7 separate regions of the Mus musculus genome follow, and regions 2, 3, 4, 5, 6 and 7 are each linked to region 1. A link is a contact called in public promoter capture Hi-C data. All regions are on one chromosome and are shown on one strand. Each heading gives the region's core, a stretch centred on a gene start, on an enhancer-like site or on the middle of the called end of the contact. The rest is flanking DNA. Distances are from core to core; before and after follow the strand shown.

What was found. Promoter capture Hi-C pulls out the DNA fragments that hold promoters and counts their contacts. Capture Hi-C pulls out chosen DNA fragments and counts their contacts.
Region 2: a promoter capture Hi-C map of liver shows a contact between it and region 1, with 5 times the contacts expected there. The contact joins the promoter of Nudcd3 here to the promoter of Tug1 in region 1. A contact is called at or near these places in 2 of 39 promoter capture datasets (embryonic stem cells and liver) and 2 of 9 other capture datasets (adipose tissue and liver).
Region 3: a promoter capture Hi-C map of adipose tissue shows a contact between it and region 1, with 10 times the contacts expected there. The contact joins the promoter of H2az2 here to the promoter of Tug1 in region 1. A contact is called at or near these places in 3 of 39 promoter capture datasets (cranial neural crest, embryonic stem cells and pre-B cells), 1 of 115 datasets of contacts at active chromatin or transcription factors (stem cell-derived neural progenitor cells) and 1 of 9 other capture datasets (adipose tissue).
Region 4: a promoter capture Hi-C map of liver shows a contact between it and region 1, with 7 times the contacts expected there. The contact joins the promoter of Ppia here to the promoter of Tug1 in region 1. A contact is called at or near these places in 5 of 39 promoter capture datasets (erythroid cells, hippocampal neurons, liver and 1 more) and 1 of 9 other capture datasets (adipose tissue).
Region 5: a contact with region 1 is called in a promoter capture Hi-C map of liver, with 7 times the contacts expected there. The contact joins the promoter of Pold2 here to the promoter of Tug1 in region 1. A contact is called at or near these places in 1 of 39 promoter capture datasets (erythroid cells) and 2 of 9 other capture datasets (adipose tissue and liver).
Region 6: a promoter capture Hi-C map of embryonic stem cells shows a contact between it and region 1, with 8 times the contacts expected there. The contact joins the promoter of Ogdh here to the promoter of Tug1 in region 1. A contact is called at or near these places in 5 of 39 promoter capture datasets (cranial neural crest, embryonic stem cells, fetal liver and 2 more) and 2 of 115 datasets of contacts at active chromatin or transcription factors (astrocytes and thymic regulatory T cells).
Region 7: a promoter capture Hi-C map of liver shows a contact between it and region 1, with 5 times the contacts expected there. The contact joins the promoter of Ykt6 here to the promoter of Tug1 in region 1. A contact is called at or near these places in 3 of 39 promoter capture datasets (liver and pre-B cells) and 2 of 9 other capture datasets (adipose tissue and liver).

Annotation. Positions count from the first base shown.
Region 1 is chr11:3,647,422-3,650,662 of GRCm38.p6, reverse strand. It overlaps Tug1 (taurine upregulated gene 1), which reads left to right and starts at 1,849. Exons shown (of 4, transcript NR_002321.2): 1 at 1,849-1,910. It overlaps Morc2a (microrchidia 2A), which reads right to left and starts at 1,226. Exons shown (of 27, transcript NM_001159288.2): 1 at 517-1,226; 2 at 216-355. The coding sequence starts at 283.
Region 2 is chr11:6,199,145-6,202,173 of GRCm38.p6, reverse strand. Nudcd3 (NudC domain containing 3) reads left to right here and starts at 1,723. Exons shown (of 6, transcript NM_173748.5): 1 at 1,723-2,231. The coding sequence starts at 2,040.
Region 3 is chr11:6,442,801-6,445,769 of GRCm38.p6, reverse strand. It overlaps H2az2 (H2A.Z histone variant 2), which reads left to right and starts at 1,327. Exons shown (of 5, transcript NM_029938.1): 1 at 1,327-1,433. The coding sequence starts at 1,431.
Region 4 is chr11:6,413,946-6,417,218 of GRCm38.p6, reverse strand. It overlaps Ppia (peptidylprolyl isomerase A), which reads right to left and starts at 1,352. Exons shown (of 5, transcript NM_008907.2): 1 at 1,240-1,352. The coding sequence starts at 1,308.
Region 5 is chr11:5,876,528-5,879,738 of GRCm38.p6, reverse strand. Pold2 (polymerase (DNA directed), delta 2, regulatory subunit) reads left to right here and starts at 1,483. Exons shown (of 11, transcript NM_008894.2): 1 at 1,483-1,547; 2 at 2,750-3,026. The coding sequence starts at 2,807.
Region 6 is chr11:6,290,149-6,293,393 of GRCm38.p6, reverse strand. It overlaps Ogdh (oxoglutarate (alpha-ketoglutarate) dehydrogenase (lipoamide)), which reads right to left and starts at 1,797. Exons shown (of 23, transcript NM_010956.4): 1 at 1,701-1,797. Gm46270 (predicted gene, 46270) reads left to right here and starts at 1,131. Exons shown (of 1, transcript NR_168687.1): 1 at 1,131-3,245.
Region 7 is chr11:5,954,040-5,957,316 of GRCm38.p6, reverse strand. It overlaps Ykt6 (YKT6 v-SNARE homolog (S. cerevisiae)), which reads right to left and starts at 1,559. Exons shown (of 7, transcript NM_019661.4): 1 at 1,313-1,559. The coding sequence starts at 1,416.

The DNA.
Region 1 (3,241 bases), core at 600-3,099:
GATCCAGTAAGTGAAATCATTTTCTTCTAGATTACCAACAAATAATTCACTGATCTCAGTTCTTCAATACAGAGCTCAAGACATCCAGTGATACATCTTACTCCAATGACACAAGCCAAAGAATAAAAAAGCAAAATTTTCTGGAGAAAGGATTTCCATATTAACATCAAGGAGGAGTTACTGGTTACCTCAGTGGCACCTAACAAGATACTTACGAATTTGTGTGGAGATATTCAAAGGTTAGTTGAGCTCGGTTGAGACTGCTGTAATTGGTGAAGGCCATGACAGCAATGAGTCTTCAGTCTTTGCCGGTTAACAGGAAAGTACATATAGTGAAATCGATTTCCCCAGGATTCTGATCAGTAAAGGGTAAATTTGTGCTTCTTAGTGACACATAAAAAAAAAATTTCCCTAGTATCTATTCAAAATACAGGCAGATATTTAAAACTGCGAGTGATTTAAGTATTTCAATGACTCTGATGTAATACTTTGGAAAGAACTATATTCGAAACCTACTGTCCTTAAGTGCTCCGGGGGGTCAAGCTTTCTTCACACAATTCCGACGCACATCAAAAGTGAACGGTTCTGAATGGTCTTCAAACTTGGAGGTTTACAGCTTCAACTTCACGTTCAAGTCCTTTTCTGTTCTCCTAAATTCAGGAAATTGACCTACTTCTGACGGTTCACCTACTTCATTACCACCGAAGACTTTGTCACCACCGAAGACACCAGGCTCCTCAAAAGAGTGCTCTACTGGACAGTGCAGTGGAGTGGAGGCTACTTCTGGCTTCACCGCTTTCCAACAGAAAGGTCCTTGGTGCTGACTGACAGATTTCTTTTCCCAAACCCCGCCCAAACACAGCTTGCTATTATGCCACAATCACCACAGGTTGTGGGTGAAATTACTCACAGTGGCCCACAGAAACACCTCACAACCTACCCTCCCGAATCACCTCAGGTGCGCCCTTCCCCCACACCCTTCAGAAGATGGCCTCGGGCCCTCGGGCCTTCCCAGGCCTGGGTCCTGTGGCCACCTCCTCGCTACCGACAGACAGGAGTTAGTCCCAGAGCCTGGGAGAACAGAGGAAAGTGGCGAGTGCACCACCAGATCCGATCGGGCGTTGCCTGCAGCTCGCAGATGCCTTTGTCCCTCCCCGTGGAATTGGAACTCAACCACCGCAGCGCGCTCTTGGAACCATGTGCTGCCTCCGCTGCCGCTGCCGCCGCCGCCGCCGCCGCCCGCCCGCGCCGCGACACGACACGACACGCCGCGCCTCAACAGACGATGACAGGCTGGGCGTCACGAGATTCAGCGTTCAGTACGGCTTTGCGGCCGGTGCTGCCCGCGCCACCGCTACCTCAGCCACCGCTTTGTCTCCGTAAGCGCACGCAGCGCGAATCACCTCGCTCACTCCCGACGGCCCGGCCGCCGAGGCCTCCAGCGCACCTTCGGCCAATCACAGAGCTCGAAGTCTTCCCGCCCCCGCCCTGAGACTCCACCTTCTGATTGGCGAGCGACGTCGGTCCACGTGACCGGATCTTGTTTGGCCGGTCCGCCCCCATCACGTGAGGGCGCGCGCCTCTCTTCCTGCTTTCCTGACCCCTCTCGGCCATTTAAAGGAACAGTACCGGGGGCGGGCCGAGAGACGCAGCCGGGACGGTAGCTGCAGAGCAGAGCGGAGGAGCCATCTTGTCTTGTCGCCGGGGAGTCAGGCCCCTAACTCGAAGAAGCCCTGGCGCGCCCTCCCCCCCTCCCCGGTCTGGTAGGGCGAAGGAGCGGGCGTGCGGTCGATCGAGCGATCGGTTGGCGGCTCTTTCTCCTGCTCTGGCATCCAGCTCTTGGGGCGCAGGCCCGGCCGCCGCGGCGCGCGCCCGGTGGCCGTTGGCGCTCGCGCCGCGTCTTTCTTCTCGTACGCAGAACTCGGGCGGCGGCCTATGCTTTTGCGATCCGACGAGGGGTCGTCCGGGTGGTTGGCGGCGGCGGGCAACTCCGCCCCGCTCCCGGGGAGGCGGCGGGGGAAGCTGGGGTGGCCGGGGCTGGCCTGGAGGCCTGGCGCCACCCCTCGGGGCCTGCTAGGACCCAGTTGGAGGGTCAAGAGGGAGCTGGAGGATGGTTGGTGGTGGGCTTCCTCCTTTGCCTTTTCCTACTTATGCCACCTTAGTGGGGAGCGAGAGCGCTGGCGGCAGCTCCGGGGTGGGGATTCGAGCTCCGGAGTCGGAAGATCTGGGTTTGCTTCCGGGCCTAGCCACTCGCTGGCCGAGTGACCTTAGGCAAGTCACTCTGTAATCTGTCTGCGCCTCAGTTTCCTCCTCTGCCTATCAGTGTGTGTATGGAATTGGAAGCTCTCTTCAAAAGTGTCGGTTTACAGAAAGATGATTATTGTTTTTTTTTCCTTTGAGTTGCAAGAAGTCATAACAATTGCTCATTCCCTGAAATTAAATTCGGGAACCTTTTATTGGAGTTGGAGATGGGAAGGTTCCCTGAACTTCTTCTGTACAGAAACACGTGGGAAAGTGTTTTCTAGGGGGATGAGTAGATCCTTCAGTAGCGAGTTTTCAAAGGGGGCTATGACCCAGAAGAGTTTAGAACAGTTTTTGCCACCGGGAGGAAACTGAGGCCTACATGTCATCTGGGACCCTTCACAACCAATATGAAGCCCCCATTTGAGTCCCTGGTATATGTGAGCTGCTTCTTACTGCATAATGGCTGTTTCAGGTACCATCACTTCACTGCTTGGCTTTTAGTCAAAGCCCTTTCCTTTCACCATAGGGTGCCTGAAGGGTGGCTGATGCCTATGGTACAATGGCACCCACTAGAAAGCAGCTACAATTAGGAGTGAATGTGTCCTCGAGTAACAAGAAGTGTAATCTCTGGCCCAGCGATTGTTTTCTGCTGCTCGTACTGGTGCCTGACTACTTTTCTCTCGTTAACTATTTTTTTACAACCATGATTGACACCCATTATTTGCTCCTATTTTATATCCCTGGTTTTCGTGGTTGATAGTGAACAGGATTATTTTTAAATGGTGCTGCCAAAACCAGTTAATAGTGCACATGGATTTTTAGCAAGAGGGCTACTTGGAACAGACTGAACCAGGCGTTGGATTCCTGAAAATGTTTGGGGTTTTTTTTTTTTTTTTTTTTTTTTTTTTTTTGGGGGGGTTTTTTGTTTTGTTTTTTAAATTGAAGGCTAAAGTTTTTGAAAAAACTTTGTTGGACTCTGGCTGGGACACAAAATCAG
Region 2 (3,029 bases), core at 474-2,973, 2.6 Mb before region 1:
AATTTTTTGTTTGGTTGGTTTTTTTTGACACAGGGTTTCTCTGTGTAGCTCTGGCCGTCCTGGAACTTACTCTGTAGATTAGGCTGGCCTCGAACTCAGAAATCCGCCTGCCTCTGCCTTCCAAGAGCACGATCATAAATTCTAAGTTGAAAAAATTTACATCAATTTATCTGTATGGCTTTACTTAAAATTTGCTAAGGCCCAACACTATTAAGTTATTTGTTAAGCCTGGAATGTCTCTTACTGGAAAAGCATTTTCCTAACATGTTCAAGACCCTGAGTTTGTCTCCTAGAACTACAAGAAAACAAAAGTAAAATCAGTATTTTGCTCTGTGTGGTGGCATATATCTTTACTTCTGCACTTGGCAGGCAGAAACAGGCATATTTCTGTGAATTTGAGGACAGTTTGGTCTATACAGCGAGTTCCAGGGCAGCCAAGGCTGCAGAGTAAGACAATGTCTTTTAAAAAAGTTAATTTGTAGATGTTAGTTAGTCTAGTAGAGATGAAATTCATTAAAATCTTTTTTGTTGTTGTTGTTGTTTTTTTTCCGGTCAGGATCTCCTTGCAGAGCCCAAGTTGGTCTTGAACTGGCTATGTGGATGAATAAACATTTCTGGTTCTGTCGCCACCTTCCCAGTGCTAGGTTTACAGGTATGGGTTACTACACAGTTTATACAACATTCAGGACACATTAGTCACACATGTGGGTTACTACACAGTTTATACAACACTCAGGACACATTAGTCACACACTTTACCAATTTAGCTACATTGAATGAAAAAAAAACAAAAAGGAGGACATGATGGCTTCTAGGTATGGTGGAGGAGGTTTATTGTAGACAGGAGGGAGCAGACAGCCAGAAGCAGAGGCATCTGGGAGAATTCAGGGTGGAAGTGGCTGTAGAATGAGCTGGGCCATGTGAGAAGGGTTAGGGGAGAGGGTAGAAGAGACCTGGAGTCAAGAGGCCAGGAGACCAAGAGGCCAAAGGGTAAAAAGGACCTCATAACCAAAATGGCTGGGTTACATAGGAATCAGAGAAGCTTGGGGAGGAAAAGGCCAGCTCAGACTCTGGACTGGAGAAGTTTAGGGTAGAGGTCAGGATTAGTATGCCAGCCAGAAGGATCCTGTACCAGAAGGTACTGAGGGAGACTGGTGGCCAGAGTCTGCTTTGATATTTTATTAGGCATCTCAGCCATTTGTCTTCGGTTTGTGACCTAGCATATGTTCCTAATCTGTCTGTCTTTCGTCTCCCCCCAACCCTCTTCTGAGACTGGGTTTGACTCTATAGCCCAGGTTGGCCATGATTTGGATGCGGGGATTACAGGTATAAACCACAGATTGATTGTGTGTCAACCTTACATAAACGTTTTCTTAAAATGTCTATATGCACGTATTAGTAACGGCACGTGTATACACACATGCTATACATACGGATGCACACACACATATTTACAGTATCATACTTCTTTTTTTCCTTCACTGAGCTTTTCACACTTTTCTTGTCCTTTCAAGTCACCTTGAAATCTGGTGCAACCTTCTGAGTTTCACTCATAGCTCTGTTAATAGGAATTCCATACAATTCTACAATATTCCTTTTCCGTTCCCTCCGCTAACAAACAAAATGTGGTATTATAAGAAGGCGCACCAGACACCTACGCAGGAATTCAATCCAGAAAGAAGAAAGGCTCCCAGACCACGTGACACCTCCAGGGACTACGTCAAGTGGCCGTCACCACAATGCTTCCGCCCTCTTCAAACATGGTTGGCAAGCGCTCTCCGCATCGTGACCATGGTTATTCTTGCATGTAGGAACCGTACTGAGCGCATACCAATCTCCTTTAGGCAAGTGTCGCGGCGGAGGAGATCCAGCAGAGCCGCAAGAACGACGATCGGTTACCGCCGGTAGTAACAAGCGCGGACCGGAAGTTCCGCGTCTTCGCTGTCCGGGGGGAGCCGTTAGGCGCGCACGCCGGAAGTGGCCAATCAGCCGGTGTGAGGCGGTGCCCACTGTGTTCGCGTCCCTCGGGCAGCAGAGCCATGGAGCCCGGGGCTGCTGAGCTTTATGACCAGGCCCTGTTGGGCATCCTGCAGCACGTGGGCAATGTCCAGGACTTTCTGCGCGTGCTCTTCGGCTTTCTCTACCGCAAGACCGACTTCTACCGCCTGCTGCGCCACCCTTCGGACCGCATGGGCTTCCCGCCCGGGGCCGCACAGGCCCTGGTGCTGCAGGTGAGGTGGAGAGAGGCGGCGGGCCGTTGGGGTCCAGCAGGTCCTTACCCCAGTTCCACCTCCCAGCGCCAGAGGTGCCCCGGCTCGCGTCCTACGTCTGGGAACTGCGCCACTCCGTAGCCCACCCTTCAGGGTTTGTGATTCTCTCTGGGGTGCCACCAGGTGATTTGAGTAAATGGCCAGGCGTTATCTGACCCACGGATCCGTTGGCAGGAATGCGCTTCTTTGGGTACAGGCTGGGTTTGTGCGGGAGATGCTTAGGTGTTGGACCTGTCAGCCTGGGTTTGAGGGCCTCCCAGCGCCCTGTGGGCATCCCCAGAACGGTGCAAGGGGCTTGTTAGGCAGGGTTCAAACCGTGCAGGCTGTAGGAGGAGGACTTTCACAGCGGGAGAAACTAGTAGATTTCAGAATTCCCGGGCTCGGAGGTGGCAGGAATGACTGGTATGTATTGATTGGTGGGTGTGGCCTCTTGCCAGTGACTTACTAAGTTGGTGGACAATTGTAATGTTTACGAAATTTACATTTGGATTAAAATTTATATGTCCTAGGTTATATTTATTGTTTTTGAAGCGTTACTAATGACTGACTCAAGTTGTTTGGACACCTTTTTAAAAACTGTTTTCTTTCGAGACAAGATCTTGCTGTGTAGCCCTGGTTGACTTGGAACTTGCCAGGTAGATCAGGATGGCTTCGAACTTATGGTCCTCCTTCCCGACGCTCCCGCGCTGGGATTGTTGACATTGTTGAGTTAGTAATAAGCAAACATTTAATGAATATATTTAACACTCTCAGCTGCGG
Region 3 (2,969 bases), core at 78-2,577, 2.8 Mb before region 1:
CCAGAAGAGGGCAACAGACCCAATTACAGATGGTTGTGAGCCACCATGTTGTTGAGAATTGAACTCAGGACCTCTGGACAAGCAGTCAGTGAACCACTGAACCACCGCTCCAGCCCCATGTTTGTTTGTTTTTGAGAAAGGGTTTCTTTGTGTAGTCCTGGCTGTCTTGGAACTTGCTTTGTAGACCAGGCTGGCCTGGAACGCAAAAATCCACCTGCCTCTGCCTCCTGAGTGCTCGGATCAAAGACGTCACCCCACCCCACCCCACCCACTCCCCTCAAGTACTTGTCCATATATTTAAATGAATAATTCATTTAGAAGTTCATCCCTTCCTCGTTTAGCATTAAAATTATTTTTTCATAAAGACCTGCTCCAAGTTGCTTCTTCTGATGGAGGTTGATCTCAGAGCTATAGTCCCTGTCAAAAGAAACAATTCAAATTTTGAGACAGGTATTGTCTAGCTGGAGATAAATTTCTAAAACAATGGCTTGGAAAAATCCTACCACAAGAACGAAGTCTCAATACAACAACAAACAAACAACAACAAAAACCGTAGAAAACTATTTTGCTCACAACTAACTCCTACAACTGGTCTGTGCTTCCTAATGGGAAAAAAATTAAGCTTTGAAGCTGGAACCAGAACAAAGTCTAAGACTTCTGATGAAGGCTGTATGCAAATGACTACATTCACCTAAGTGCGTTTCTCTAGCTGAGAAATGGATGTGGCTCTCCCAAATCTCCCGGGCTCATTGATGATCACAAAAATAATAAAACCTTTTAAAGTTGTGTGAATGGGTTGGCGATAGCTAGAGAATTTAACTAGGTGCGGACTACGATATACACTTATTCCTAAATTTTCACAATAGCTTTTGCACAAAGGTAACTCTACTTTAGACATTTGACCCTGTGCTACCTAAACGTTCCCCTTAAACTTGTTGCAATTGAAGAAAAACAAAGCAAAGAAGTCCTGGCGGGCTCTGAAATGGGCGGGAAAGGCACAGCTGTGCCGAATCGCTCCAGTCTATTGGTTCACCGAGCTGTTGTTCCCAGCCTCCCGCCCCCGTGCGGCCGACAATGTTTTCATTGGCTTTCCTCCTCTCTCATTGGTTCATTCTTCTGTTCATCAGAAGTCCGCGCAAGGAGAGCGGCGGAGAGAGTGTCAATGTTTGGTCGGAGGGCCCACCTCCAAGGGCCGTGTGCAAAAAACAAACAGCGGTTAGGGAGGCGGCACCGGGAGGGCGGAGTTATGGCTAGAAGGAAGCGTACAATTGGCCGGCCGCCGAGGTTCAAACGAACAACGTGAGCGGCTATTGGTGGAGGCGGCGCGAGGCGGGCCCCGGGCATTGTCCCGCTCTGGCTGCGGCGGTCCGACTGCGAGAGCGGCGGCGGCGGCGGCGCGGGGCTGCAGTGGGCGTCGCGCGGCCGAGACCATGGTGAGTGCGGGGTCGCGCGTGGAGTGGGCGCGCAGAAGCCCCGGACGGCTGCTCCACCTGGGGGATCGGGAGTGGGCGGTGTCGCGCTTCGGAGCCGGAGTGCCCGCTGTTCCGGACTCCGCCGGGGGTTGGGGGGGCGCGCCGGACGCGGGAGGCAGAAGCAGGGGGGCGGGTGCTGCGCCGCACAGAGGAGGTCCGGCTGTAGCCCTGCGAGTTCTGAGGCTTCGGCTCAGGGTTACGTAATGCCCCCCGCTGAGGATCGGAGGAGTTCTGATCCTGCCCACCAGAACCGCTCGCCTCGTCAGCGGCTTGCCGGTTATTCTTTGGAATAGAAGTTTATTTACTTGGCTTCATCTTAAAGTATCTTTTCATTCTGTAGTTTAGATCTAGTTGAAAGTGACTTCTAAAGAAAGAAAGTGAGTAAAACTTTAGCCCCATTCTGAAATTGAGGGGAAAGTCCTAAAACCAATCGAGACCTATGTGTTTCACCAAGATTAAGGGGAGTGACGCTCTCTTTTTGGAATTATATTTCTGTCGGTATCCTGCTTGAAATATGCTTTCGCTGTTATAGAAATAGTAAGCCTTCCCAAGAAGGACTCTCTGCATGCACTTAGAGATTAGTTAAGGAAAAGCTCTTTATCTTTTCTTTGACGCTTGTCTGGCTGGGCTAAGACTCAAGCAAGAGCCTGCCTCCAACTGAAGAGCTTACTAATTTATGTACATTTTAGATGTGTGCATTCCACAGACTCTGTTATCCTGACATCTCTTTTGAGGTCCCAGGTTACACTTTGAACAATTTAAGCAGAGACAGGAGATTGCAAGTCTGACCGCTGAAGTGGATAGATTTATACATATTACTACATATGGCTAGGAGTATTTTTAAGTATGCCACTGTTCTTTTTCAAAGTTATTACCGAGGGTCATCATACCTACCTTGCAGAATTACAAGCTGGTTTATCTTTATCTGGGCCTAACTGCTGGTCATAGATCAGTTCTGTCTCCTTTGTCACGGGAATGAGTCTGATTGGGTGGCCCATCCTGGTGAACAGTTGTCTCCTAACATCCTAAGTTCCATGTTTTTAATTTGCAGGCCTGCTTAGCATACTGCTTATCTTCGAGGGGTTTGAGAGGCGGTCCACCTTTAGCTAAATTTCACTTGGGCCAATGTTTCCTGAGCAAATCTATTACTAAATCCATTGTAACATCAGTTTTATTACTTTGTGTTTCATCTACATTTTCACATGATAGGTACTTTATTTTTGGGTTTTTTTTTTTTTTCTTTTTCTTTCTTTCTTTTTTTTTTTTTTTCGGTTTTTGGTTTTTCGAGACAGGGTTTCTCTGTATATAGCCCTGGCTGTCCTGGAACTCACTTTGTAGACCAGGCTGGCCTCGAACTCAGAAATCTGCCTGCCTCTGCCTCCCAGGATTAAAGGTGTGCGCCACCACGCCCGGCTTGACAGGTACTTTCAACAGGTGCTTCTTGCTTAAAAGTTAAAAATCAACCCCAGGCTATCATTTCTCATACTGTAGATAATA
Region 4 (3,273 bases), core at 103-2,602, 2.8 Mb before region 1:
GTGCCTACCTACTATGTGTACCCAGCACTGTGGCAGGCGGGCAATCGGGAGATCTAGCTTTTGAGTTAAAAACTCACCAATGATAGCTTCTGGAGTTTAACAGTACAGACACTAAGTAACATATTCCACTATGGCCTAAGGGCTAGTACTGAGGCTAACAATAATATTTAATTTTGGGGTTTTTTGTTTTTTTCGAGACAGGGTTTCTCTGTATAGCCCTGGCTGTCCTGGAACTCACACTGTAGACCAGCGTGGCCTCGAACTCAGAAATCCGCCTGCCTCTGCCTCCCGGGTGCTGGGATTAAAGGCGTGCGCCACCACGCCCGGCTGAATATTTAATTTTGTAAAAGAAAAACGCCAATTGTTTAGGGTACTCTAATTACTAACTGATCTTTAAGCAGCCACTTAACCTCCAGAACTAATTAAGTAGGTAACTACTGGCAATCCACTTTGGTCAATGCAAACTGCAGCGTGGCCAGTCATAACATGCCTGTCTCACTGAGGGTAATAGGGAGGGGTTCAGAGCGCCTCCCCCGCTGCGCCATCACTGCGACAGGAGGCGGTCCTTGGGCACCAGCAAAAGCCAAGCCTTTCTCGTTTCCGCTCGGGGGTGGGGGACGCGGAGGGGTATTTTGAGCCTCCCTAACCAAATGTGGCTACTTCGGACCAAATGGCCAAAGGTTCAATTCACACTCAAGTCTGCTATAAAACGATTATTTTATATTCTTCGTAGGAACCACTAGGTTTAGGAAACCACTAGGTTTAACCGGGCTAACGAGCACGTCCGGGCTCTCCGAGCCTTCGCCCCTGAGACCTTAGGCAGGGTCCCTGCTCAGATCCGAGTAAAAGGCTGTGGGGCTCCGGAAAGCAGGCTGGGAAGAGGCCCGCGGGGCTGCAGCGCCGCAGCGGAGCAGGGCGGGGCCCAACGGCTGGGAGAAGGGAGAGGCGCGGAGCACGTGCGCCCGGCCTCGCGGGGCCCCACAGGACGCAGCCACGTGCGCCTGCGGGGAGGCCGGGACGGGCGGGGACGGCCCCCTCCCCCAACGGCCGCGCCCCGCCCGGCTTTGTCCGCAGCCCGCCCAGCCTCCCCGCGCCTCGCCAGCCTCCCAAAATGGCCCCTCGTCAGGAAATGGCGCCGCCACCCGCGCTCGCTCCACCGGAGGGTCGGGCCGCGCCCGAGAGAGCCTCCCCCTCCACAGCTCCCGGGACCCCACCCTGGAGCACCACTGCCCACCCGACCTCGAAGGAGACGCGGCCCAAGGGCTCGTCATCGGCCGTGATGTCGAAGAACACGGTGGGGTTGACCATGGCTGCAGCAAGCGGCGAAAAGCGACAGTGGCGTCTGCAAAGCGGCACGAGCCTCGCCGCGGCTTCCTTTATACCCGGTTCGGGCCCCGCCCACCACCGAGTCGCGCGCCCGGACCTGGATCAATCACAACTGCTTTCCAAACGGAGTGACGGCGCGACAGGCCTATGGGCGGGCGCGGGCGCGGGTGGGGCGGGGCGCGAGGCGCGCGTGCGCTGTAGCGCGCAGAGGCAGGTTCCCGCCCGCGGGCTCCTACTAGATGGTTGCGGCGCGGTCGGTGGGGGAAGAGTCCGAGGGCAGTTAGGGAGGGTGGCCACGCAATCTGGCTGTCCTTAGGAACGCGTCGGGGCCCCTGGTCTTCCCCAGTGGTACCGCGTATCTTCCCATTGCACAGAGCAAGTAACTGAGGCAAACATGGTCCTCAAGGTCGAGCGGCCCTTCAAGGTCGGGCGGGGTCCTGAGGCGCTGCCCTCTCTGCGGAAACTCGAACAGGCAGGCATCCCTGGGCCTAGATCCAGGACCCACACCGTCATTGTGCAATGGCAACCGCTTCCTGATAGGTCCCTGTGAGCGCCTCCGTTTTCTTAAACTCTGGGGAACGGGCACAAGCAGCCCCCTCATTTTAAAGATTATGAAATACTTTTTAAATGTCCTACTTTCCAAATATATCTTGTGTTTTCTCCAGGAGGAAGCTATTTAAACACGATCCTGGTCAGAGTCTACCTGTAATTTTTTTCTCCCCGACCCCCAATACCCCAAGGTCTTCTCATTTCCTCATGTGGCCTAAGGCGTGCTCTCAAAGGCTTCACACGCCTGTAAATCCCACCTCTAGGTAGATGGAGACAGGAGGATAGTGAGTTCCATACAGCCTGAGCTGTAAGTGTGAGGCCCTGCCTCATAAACAAAGCCTGAGTATGGGAAAGTCGGTGCTGTGGAAGACCCTTCACCATAGCGTCTGCTGGAGTTGGCTCCCGAGCTGTAAGGCCTTTAGACACAGAACCTCAGGAATGTGGGTCTGGCCATGCCTTATTTGGATGAATCAGACCAAAAGCACATTAGGTTGAACTACAAAGAGTTTTGATTTGCCAAACTGGAAAATTCTGTACCAGTGTGCTTTGTGCATATAGCATCATGTAAACCTGCTTTTCTCAAAACTGTTAAGTGCTTGCAGGACAAGCTCAAGGACCTACCTGCGTTTGGATCCCCAGCACCTATGTAAAAGCCAGGCCATTGGGAGGAGTCTGTAAGTCCAGGCCTGGAGGCAATGGAGACTGACTGGTTAGACAGTCTAGGCAAGACTGAGTCAGTATAGTGGATAAGGTAGAGACAGGGATGGGGAGAAGGCCCCATGGTTAAGAGCACTTGCCTTTATTTTTAACTAACTGATTGTTTTGGTTATAGTTTGCATTTTAGGAGTTCTTTGCATATTCTGGGTTTAATTTCTTACCTGACATATAATTTGCTGATATGTTCTGCTGTCCCTCCGTTGAGCCAGCAAGATGGCTTAGCAGGTAAAAGTGCTTGCAATACAGGGCCCAGGAACTGGGGAAAAGGCCAGATGAAGTGGCTCACATCTGTGATGCCAGCACTCTAAAGGTTGGGAATCAGAGGAGACCGACAGAAGTCACAAGAGAGACCTTGCCTCAAAGCAAGATGAATACCAGAGAGACCTCAGAGGGGACAAGATGACTCGAATACGGCCTCTGGCACTCACATGGTAGAAAGAGAGGACAGACTCCCACAAGTAGTCCTTTGACCTCCACATGCACACACGCACGCACACACACACACACACACACACACACTAAATGTTAAAAAAAAATCCAACTTGCAAAAAAGTCTTTAAGTTGTACATGTGCCCACACTCACACACATACACACAAGTAAATAAATGTAAATACATGGGGCTGGAGAGATGGCTCAGCAATTAAGAGCACTGACTGGCTCTTCCGAAGGTCCCGAGTTCA
Region 5 (3,211 bases), core at 234-2,733, 2.2 Mb before region 1:
GTTCAGAAGGCAGAGTGTTTGCTTAGCCTGCATGAAGCCCCGGGGCTCACTCTCCAGCACTGCATAAAACTCAGGGTAGTGGCACGTGCCTGTAACCCCAGCACTCCAGAGGTGTAGACAGAAAGATCAGGAGTTTAAGGCCCTGTTGCTACACCATGGAATATATTAGACCCGTCTCAAGGAAAAAGTAGAAATAAAGATATTCTGGGATAAAATTTGATGAGTCCATTTCCTTAGACATTTACTGTAAGGAATCCTAAGGAGAGTCCTGCAGACCAAAGGGAACAGCAACCAAAGAGTAAATGGAGAGCTCCAGTCAAGGGGCTGCACAACAACGAGCTCTGTGTCATTGTAACTTTGGATTTTAATTCTACAAAGTGGTTTCAAATCCATCAAATGGGGTTTGTTCCTGGAACACAAGAACGTTGCAACATAATCAAATATGCAACAGGCTACTTGAGACAGTAGGCAAAAATCCGCACTCAGCCCAGCTTACAAAGGAAAAAATACTCAACAAACTGAAACATTAAAAACAAATGATTTAGCCGGGGGTGGGGGTGCACGCCTTTAATCCCAGCACTTGGGAGGCAGAGGCAGAGGCAGGTGGATTTCTGAGTCCGAGGCCAGTCTGGTCTACAAAGTGAGTTCCAGGACAGCCAGGGCTATACAGAGAAACCCTGTCTCGGGGGGAAAAAAATGATTTAATTCATTATTAAAACAGGAACGAGGGAAACCTTGTCTCAAAAAGCAAAAACAAACAAAAACAGAAACAAGGGGCTGGAGAAAGCTCGGTTGAGAGCTCTTTCAGAATGGCTCACAACCATTTGTAATTCCAGTTCCAGGTGACACGGACGCTCTCTTCTCGCCTCCGAGGAGACTGACCTCACATGCGTGCAGGCAAAACACACCCACACACAAAACAAAACAAAATAAATTCAAAATAAAACAAAAAAACTTAGTAAGCCAGAAGAAACCTACCTTAAGTAATAAGTTTCAGACTGAGTAATTAGGCAATTTTAAAAAGGAGCAATGTTACCACTGAAGTCTGATGCACTTGCAGTCAGGGTGTCTTAGTGTGAATTCTAGCTTTTCTCACTAGCTGGGTCATTTTGCCTGTTTCCCTGCCTGTGAGATGGGAGAAATTGTTCATGCTTCCAAGGGAATCTGAGAAGTCAGGGTGAGAATCACAGCGCAGGATAGAGTGGGAGGGAAGCTTCAGCCACACAGGAGCCACCAGACCCCCAGCGCTCGGGGAGAGCAGCATGAGCCAGGCGCCCAGCCTCACTACGGCCCACGCTACCCAAGGAGTTCACCCGATGAGGCCCAGCCGCAAACACCGCATGCGCACAGGAAACCCAGTGCTAAGTGATGGGTTGTCCCGGGAACCGGAGGCGTGACTCCGCGTTTCCTCGGTCCAGAGGCGGGGCGCACGGGGATTGGCTGGATGAAGCGTGCAGCGATGGGCGGGATGGGGCGGGAGGCGATTGGCTGGATGCGCCGATGGGCGGGACGGGCGCGCAGAGATTGGCGGGATGCGGCGTGGCGCGGTGAGTGTGCTGCTGAGCGGGGTTAACGTGGGTCCTGGGTCAGACTTGGCGGTACCTGGACAGCGGGCCGGGGTCTTGAGGGTGCTTCGAACTGTAACATGGGCCCGAGCTGGGCGTGTCTGCTTCGGGGCAGGTCTCCCGTCGGGTCCGGCCTGGAGCACCGTGTGGGCCGCTGCCACCACCGTGCGTTTTTGGCTTACATCCAGTTTACATGTGCCCATTTGGCAAATTCATAGGGTCCGCTCCCTAAGCCAGAGCTGCGCATTAAAGAAAGCCGAACCAGCTAGGGGAATTTGAACTTTGTAATAGCTGTACCAAAAAAAAAAAAAAAAAAGTAAAATGAAAAAGAAAGCTGTGTTCAAAACTTCCGTTACTACATCCAGCCTGTTGTCGTCTCAACTACGCATGAAGAATATGTTGAGATACTTTATACTAAAGTCCGCTGTGCATCCATCCCCAAGCACATCTTAGTGGGAAGGGGTGCAATACAAGAAAACAAACCTCTGCGCTGCCGGAGCTTAGGCAACAGTTGGAGGAGGCAAAGTAAATGCTTGAGAGATGATAATGATGCAGACAGTTGAAGTAGCAATGCAGTCAATTAGATATGGGAAGGTGAGTTTTAAGGAAAGACTTGAAAGGGAAGAGCCAGTAAGCCTTGGGGAAAAGGAGAGGACCCAGCAGGAGTAGAGAGGCCTCTACTTGGAGCCCCTGCTGTGGAAGGGACACTTGGAAGGAGAAACAGATAGGAGGGGGGAGCTGTTCTTAGAGGCCCAGAGCTGATCTTACAGGTCGTGGTAAGAACTTGGGGTTTTATTTACTGAAAAGCAACCTTTGGGGGGTTTTGAGCAAAACAGGGGCAGCTTTATGCTTTATTTTTTATCACTAATTATATTATGACAGGCTTCTTCAGTGATGCCTGATAGCATCCCTAGAGGTAGCAGAGGTCCCAGGGAGCTGGGCAGAAGCAGATCAATAATTCCATTTGAGGGTATGCAGAATTTGAGACCCTGGTGATTGGGTAGAAATGTGGAGAGGAGGAGGTGATGAACAAGGTTTGGAACGAGCTCCAGGTTGTATCTGACTAGGTTATAGGATGACACCTCCGGACACATGTGTGCACATTGTGGACAGCGTGGTTGGGACACTAGGGGAGCTTTGGGTACAAGAAGGGATTGCAGGAATGCCTTTGTGTGTCTCTGCAGTGATAACTCCTCGGCCTGGACACAGCTGCTTGGACCAAACAAGCCAGGAGTGCCGCCATGTTCTCCGAGCAGGCAGCACAGAGGGCCCACACTCTGCTCGCCCCGCCCTCTGCCAGCAATGCCACCTTTGCCCGGGTACCTGTGGCAACTTACACCAACTCCTCACAGCCCTTCCGACTGGGAGAGCGCAGCTTTAACCGGCAGTACGCCCATATTTATGCCACCCGCCTCATCCAGATGAGACCGTTCCTGGTGAGCCGGGCGCAGCAACACTGGGGTAAGTTTGGGGTACGCTGCTCCCAGCAGCCCAGCAGCTAGAACTAGGACCTTATCTAACCTGGAATACTTTCCAGCTACCATGGAATGGCCCCTTCAGCTCCCTGCTTCTTCTTAAAAGTGAGGATTAAATTAACCTGTGTGGTTAAAGTTGGGTTTGGCCCAGAGTCTGGTCAGAGGTAAGGG
Region 6 (3,245 bases), core at 548-3,047, 2.6 Mb before region 1:
ATATTAATCATATTTCCAAGAATAGCCCCATTATTATTTAATAAAATAAACGGCACAGAAAAGGCAATTACCAGCAACTGAAAGGCACATAAATAATGAGAAGATCAATCTGCCTTAGAGATAAGCAAGACTAAATGTGTATATACCAAGAAAGAAAGTAGGGGCCTGCAAATTGGACCAGTGTCACCAAACCTGATCACCTGTGGTCAACCCCTAGAAAGATGAAAGATGAGAACCAGCGCTCACAAGTTGCCCCGTGACATCTACACAAGCACTGTCACGTGTGCACATCTCCCTACCTACAAATAAATGTAACCTTTTAAATTAAAAAAAAAAAAAGAAAGAAAGCTGCATAGTATGTGATACAAAATGACAAGGATAGAAAAAGAGAAAAAGACAATTATAGTGTCACTTTCCTAACGCCACCTACTAATCTACCTGGTTCCACCTTCAAGGGCAAGGCTAGAGGATCAGACAAACAGAGGAACTCCAACGGTGTCCTCTGCTCAATGTCAGAGCACAGGATACACAGACACAAGTAGGGCCTGTAAGGGCAATGAAATCCACAGAAAAGCTGGGGGAAATTTTTACTTCTATTTTTAGTTACACGCTTCTACTTAGGGTGATGAAGACCAGTTGCACATTCGCAATAGCTTCACTATATACAGATAACACTTACGGACGTAGAGACCTCCATCGAATACAGGTTGACCCCACTGACCCCACTTGGGCCTGTAGAGGTGTTCCTTGAGTGACCTTTTGACGTCAAGGATCTAAAACTCCACCCTCCAATGATGCTTAACGCCGCCATTTTCTGATCTTACAGTCAGGAAGTTGAGTTACGCATGCGCACAACACCTAGCCCGTCACTTCTCATTACCTTTAATCCCTTTTCCACACCTCACCCTGCTCCTTCACCGTGTAGATACTCAAATGCCCTACACTCCGCTCTCCTGTCTTTACATGGTATCCACGTGAGGATTCTTGCCGAACCTGTCACTTCAGAGACTGGCACACTGCTCGGTGGGCAAAAGAAACATGATCTGGTAACTCATGCGAGGGCACAGTAGCAGGCTTCCCAGTCACTCTGGGTATAACTCACATCTGTCACACACTCTCGCGAGGAAAGCGGTGCGTGGATGGTGTTTCTAGGGAAACCAGTGTCACCTTGGCCGACAGCCTGGTTTACCTCATACCGGCAGGTGGGGCTGCCGCAGGCACCAAGGTCAGCGCCGTGTCCGGGCACGGCGAACACAAGGACGGCGGCCTGCTGGGGTCAGCGCACGCAGGACAAAAGAACGCGCGCGGGCCAGAGGGAGCGACCGGTCCACGTGACACGCCGCGACCTTGGGGCTCTCCCGGGCCGCCAGGCCACCTACTCCCTAGCCCGCCACCTTCGCGGCTCCGCCGCCAGAGCCAATAGCGCTCGGCCCCCCGACCCCCGGCGCAAGTCCGCGTCCGCCAATCTCCGCCCGCCTGGAGGACCCTGCCACGCCATTGGCTATAACGTCTGTCCGTCAGGTCTCGTCCCCCGCCCACCATCGCCGCCCTCCGCCAGCCCGGCTCTGTCCGGCTTCACGCCCGTCACTCAGGCACTCCGGAAGCAAGGACGCATAGGCCTCACCCTCGGCCGCGAGCTCCGGGTGTCAAGCGCCGAGCCTCCCAGCCCTGGACGGAGCCCGTCTGCCGCACAAGGTTACCTGTCTCCCGTTCAGCTCCACCCGAGTGAAGCGCCGACACCACTCCGGGCTCCAAACTCTCAGCCCCGCCCCGGCGTGTGGCGTCAACGCGTAGCCCGGCCCCAGAGGAGCGGCCTGCAAGACAGGCTGTGGGCGTGACGTGACGTCACAGAATTGGGTTTCAGTCGCTCGCTCGGGCTTCGCGCCAATGCAGAACTTTGCATCTGGCCAAAGCCAGCCTGTTGCTCACTGTCTTTCGGCTGTCATTAGCAGTTACACGGGAGACGCTTCCGAAGCTTGTTAAGAACCTGGTACATTCAGGGCGTGGGATGCCGTCTGATAATTGAAGCGTTTGGCGGGCCGAAGCAGGAGCGCTGCGACTTTGAGGCCCACGGGCTTTGTATCCAAAACAAGCTGCCCTAAATAATAGTTGGGTTGGTAAAATGTATCCCTGCACAAAATAATTTGAATAACATGAGTGACTATTTTGAACACTTGTTTTGCAGCAGTCCTTATGAAGATTAGTTAGCGAGGTCTAATGTGACTTGGTTGTCATGCGACTTGGGTGTTCCTGCTAGTATTCTGACAGGAAGCTGTGCTGGGGTCCCCCTGGATCTTCCTGGCTCCAGAGCCTGCTCTAAACAGACAAAATCCACTAGTTAACCTGTTACACTTCACTAATATGAAATGTTCCCCGTGTCAAAATGTTAAGCCAGAGCCTGGCTGTGTGAGTGCACACCTTAAAGCAGAGCACTCAGAAGCAGAGGCAGGCTCATCTCTGAGTTTGAGGTCAGCCTGGTCTACAGAGAGAGTTTCAGGGCCACATAGAGAAACCCTGTCTTGGGAAACAAAATAAAAAACTAACAAAAATATTCAGCCAGATTTTGCAGCACACACCTGCAATTTCAGAACAGAGAAAAACTGACCAATTGGGAGGTCAAGATGGGCTACATAGAGTTCTTGTGGGCAGCCTGGGCTACACAGTTGGATCAGGTCTCAAAAAGGAGAGTGGTTCATTTCATACTCATGTCTTTTGTTGTTGTTGTTTGAGACAATGGCATGTAGCTGAGGCTGGATTCAATTTCATAATGTAGGCTGACCTTGCTCTGTTTCTTTTACCTGCATATACCAGGTGCTAGGACTATAGCTATAAGTCCCATGCCCAGCTTCATGCTCATGGCCTTTAACTCTCCGCTTGTTTCTCTTTTTTAGCAGAGTAGTTTTTGATGGACAGCAATACAGACTGTCAGTTTATCCTTGCTATGTATGGCAAATGGCACCAGTGCTGGATGAGCTGGCTGGAGAGTCCTTTTGCTCTACTGAAATAGAAGTCACAAGTAGTCACAAGTATGCCAGAAGCTCTTCAAGCTTTGGTAGCAGTGATAGGCCACAGTACAAGGGCAGAAGCATCAGCAATGGTACACGTGAGTTGTCCTCCCATGGACCTGGGGTATATCGTCCTAAGAAGCCTAAGGGCTAAGAAGCCAAGATTCCTCAGCCCACAGTTAGAACTTGCTATTGCAGCTTAAATGTGGCCTAGGTACTCAAATCCCTCTATCCAGATTG
Region 7 (3,277 bases), core at 310-2,809, 2.3 Mb before region 1:
CAGGCGCCATGATCCCCAGCGGGTCAGTCATCAGGCCCTGAGCCCCATCACCTTGTCTCTGTTTCCCTAGCTTTGAAAGTACAAGCATGTGTCAGGACACCCAGAGGTTGGTTGGTTGGTTTGTTTGTTTTTCCTTTTGATGTATTTGGGATCAAACCCAGGCCCCTCATGCAGCAAGCAGTCTCCTGAATGAACTATTTCTCCACTCAAGCTACCTTCCAACCCCTTGGCAAACACTATTCACATAACTATAATCCACAGCAACTCATGTCCATCAGCGGATGGATACATAAACAAAACATAGTGTTTACATAAAACTCAATACTGTATATATTTTAAAGGGGAGAAAAATTTGGTATCTGCAGAAACATAGGTCAACCTTGGGGTCATTCTGCTTAGTAAAATCAGTGGGACACAAAAAGCCAACTACTATATATCCCACTTATATGAAGTCATTAGAACCATCAAAAGCTGAGACACAACCTGAACAAGCAGATTTCCCCAGACGTTGAGTCAAGATGACCACAGGTCCTACCCTGTTGGGCCCTTTTCCTTTTGTGTCTGAGTCACTCCCACAAGACTGGGTATCTGTGCAGCTTACAATTAAAGCACCCCACAATCCTTTACATGCCTACAAGCAATACAAATCCAGTGGTTCCTGCCTAGCTACCAGTGTGGACCCTTCCTGATAATCAAGGCCCAAACACTAAAAAGAATGAGTTTGACCCCTGACTCCCAATCCTTGAGGAATCAACGATTTTACTCATAAAAGAAACACCTCCATACAGAACTTCTGGAAAGAGCTTTGACCAGCGACTTTCACAAACTGTGGGCTGCAACCCCTTTGGCAAACCTCAATCTCCAAAAATACATATGCATAACAGTAGCAAAATTACAGTTATGAAGTAGCCACGAAAATAATTTTATGGTTGGGGGTGGGAGGGTTCCCTCAACATGAGAAACGGTACTAAAGGGTCGCAGCGCAAGGAAGGTGAGAACCACTGGCAACGACGAAATACAAAGGTTAAGACACCAAACACTGGTTAAATCACAGGGTGCGAGGCGTAGTCAACATACTTATTTCTGAGTCCGGAGATCCCAGATCAGAACAGTTGGCAGCGCGTCTGTAATCAATGGCCTTCCAATCTTTCTACAACTGGGCAATACCGCGTAGGGCAGAGCCCTTTCCCAGGGTTGCTAACGACTCCTCAGGTACAGCCTGCCGCCCGAGGGAGGCCAAAGCCGTGCTCGCCCTTCGAGAGACTCGACTCCCTGGACTCCGGGTCCAGCCACCCGGGCCCGGCCCACTTACCTGGACCTCTGGAAGAAACTAAAGGAAGACACGTCGTACGCGGCCTTGAGCAGCACCGCTTTCGGATCGCCTTTGTAAAGGACACTAAGGCTGTACAGCTTCATGGCGCCGCACCTTCGGGCCGCCGGCTGAGCCCCAGACCCGCTCCCAGGAGCGCGGCCACAGTCCCTCAGAACAGCGGCGGCCGCCTCCTGACGGGGCCCGGCCGGCTTCTTCCTCCTAGAGTAAGGCCCACTTCCGGTTCCGGTGGCGAGTTGCTCCAGCCGCTCCTCGGAGGCCCGAAGGCAGGGTACGCGCGTGCGCGGACGGGTAGCTAAGCGGCGGGGCGCGCCCGCGTCCGCCCGGGTCGGCGCCAGGAGGCTCGGTCTCCGCCTGCGTGGCAGTGCCTTGGCGCAGGTTCCCTTCCGGGCTGTCGCGCGGACCCTGGCTGCCGGTGGGGAGTGCTGTGCCGTACCATCGCTCTTTTTTCCCCATTCTGCTAGAAAAACAACCCGTAGCTGTCCCCACTCTATACTTTTGTTGCATTCTATGTGTAACAGCACCAGGCTACCCAACCTCTTCCCTGGGTGTCCCAAGTACAGACGACTAAAAGAAAGGCCCTTCATCCTTTCTCTTGCAATAATAAAAATCAGAAACGTCACTGGCTATGGCCACTCAGCTTGGACACACTTGTTCGACAAGCCAGGCGGCCAGAGGTGTCAGCTATATTCACCTGCACTGACACCATGGCTCCACAGGCGGCAGACGGAGAACCATTTCTGAAGAAAGCCTCTTTATCCAAAGTTGTACAAAATTACCAGGATAGTGACCTTGCAGAAAGAGATGTGGATTAAGAAAATTGATAGCAAGAAGCAGACCTTGGGCTTCCAATGTGAACAGCAAAATGCTTATCAAACTCCCTTACAGCCACTCTTGGCACCTCTTCCTGCTTTTCTCTGACTTTACCCAGCCTCCCTTGGTCCCAGGAAGTCTCATCTAGAGATATGCGAACTCCCCAAGCCAAGCTTGTTAATCAATTTCAAATGACATTGTTTTCCCCTGCGTTTCCCCAGCTGTTATCCAGCCTGAATTCGGTCCCAGTACTTCCGCACCGCAAAAGTTACCCCCCCCCCCCAATCTGTTGGACTCAAAAAATACCTTTTTTGTAGACATGTTGGTAAAAGTGATAAACTATCAAATTCCAAGTCCTGCTCATTGCAGATGTTTAACAATGACGACGATGGTTATTTGCACCATTACGTTAAATGACAGAAAGAAAGAAAGAAAGAAAGAAAGAAAGAAAGAAAGAAAGAAAGAAAGAGGAAGCAAGCCTCATGAGAGGCCGAAGGTGCCCTTGAGGCTGTTAGAAGCAGAGCTTTAAAGGGAGGCTAAAATCTGAGCAAGGTCTACAGATTAGATAAGAGCACTATATCTTTATTTCCAGCTTTCAGTCACTGACTGCCCTGACCTTATAAGAGAAGTCTCTGGTGCATGCATGCATGCACACTAACACACAGTAACATAAATAGATGAACACTATGTATACAACTTACTCCGAAGAGGTCATATGCATACATACCTACATGTAAGTATATCTACATCTATATATATCTATGAACACATATATATGTTTCTATACATGCTTGTATATGAACATATTATACATGTATTAAAGTTCTCTAAAGGAACAGAATTGATAGGACATATATATTAAGAGAGGACTTATTAGATTGGCTTCAGGATGCTGTGTGTGTAAGTAGTCCAACAGTGGCTGTCTCACACTGGAGAAGCATAGAGTCTGGTATTTAAGCAAACCACAAGACTGGATGTCTTAGCAAACTTAATCTTGTGCTGAAAGTCTGGTTGATTCCTAGAGAGATTGGTCTTCAGCCTACATTTGAATCCCTAAATTGGTTTAGGTGTAGAAATACTGCGGTGGCAGGGTAGGTGACCTAGCCAGGGAAGGCAAAAGCAAGCAAGCGACAA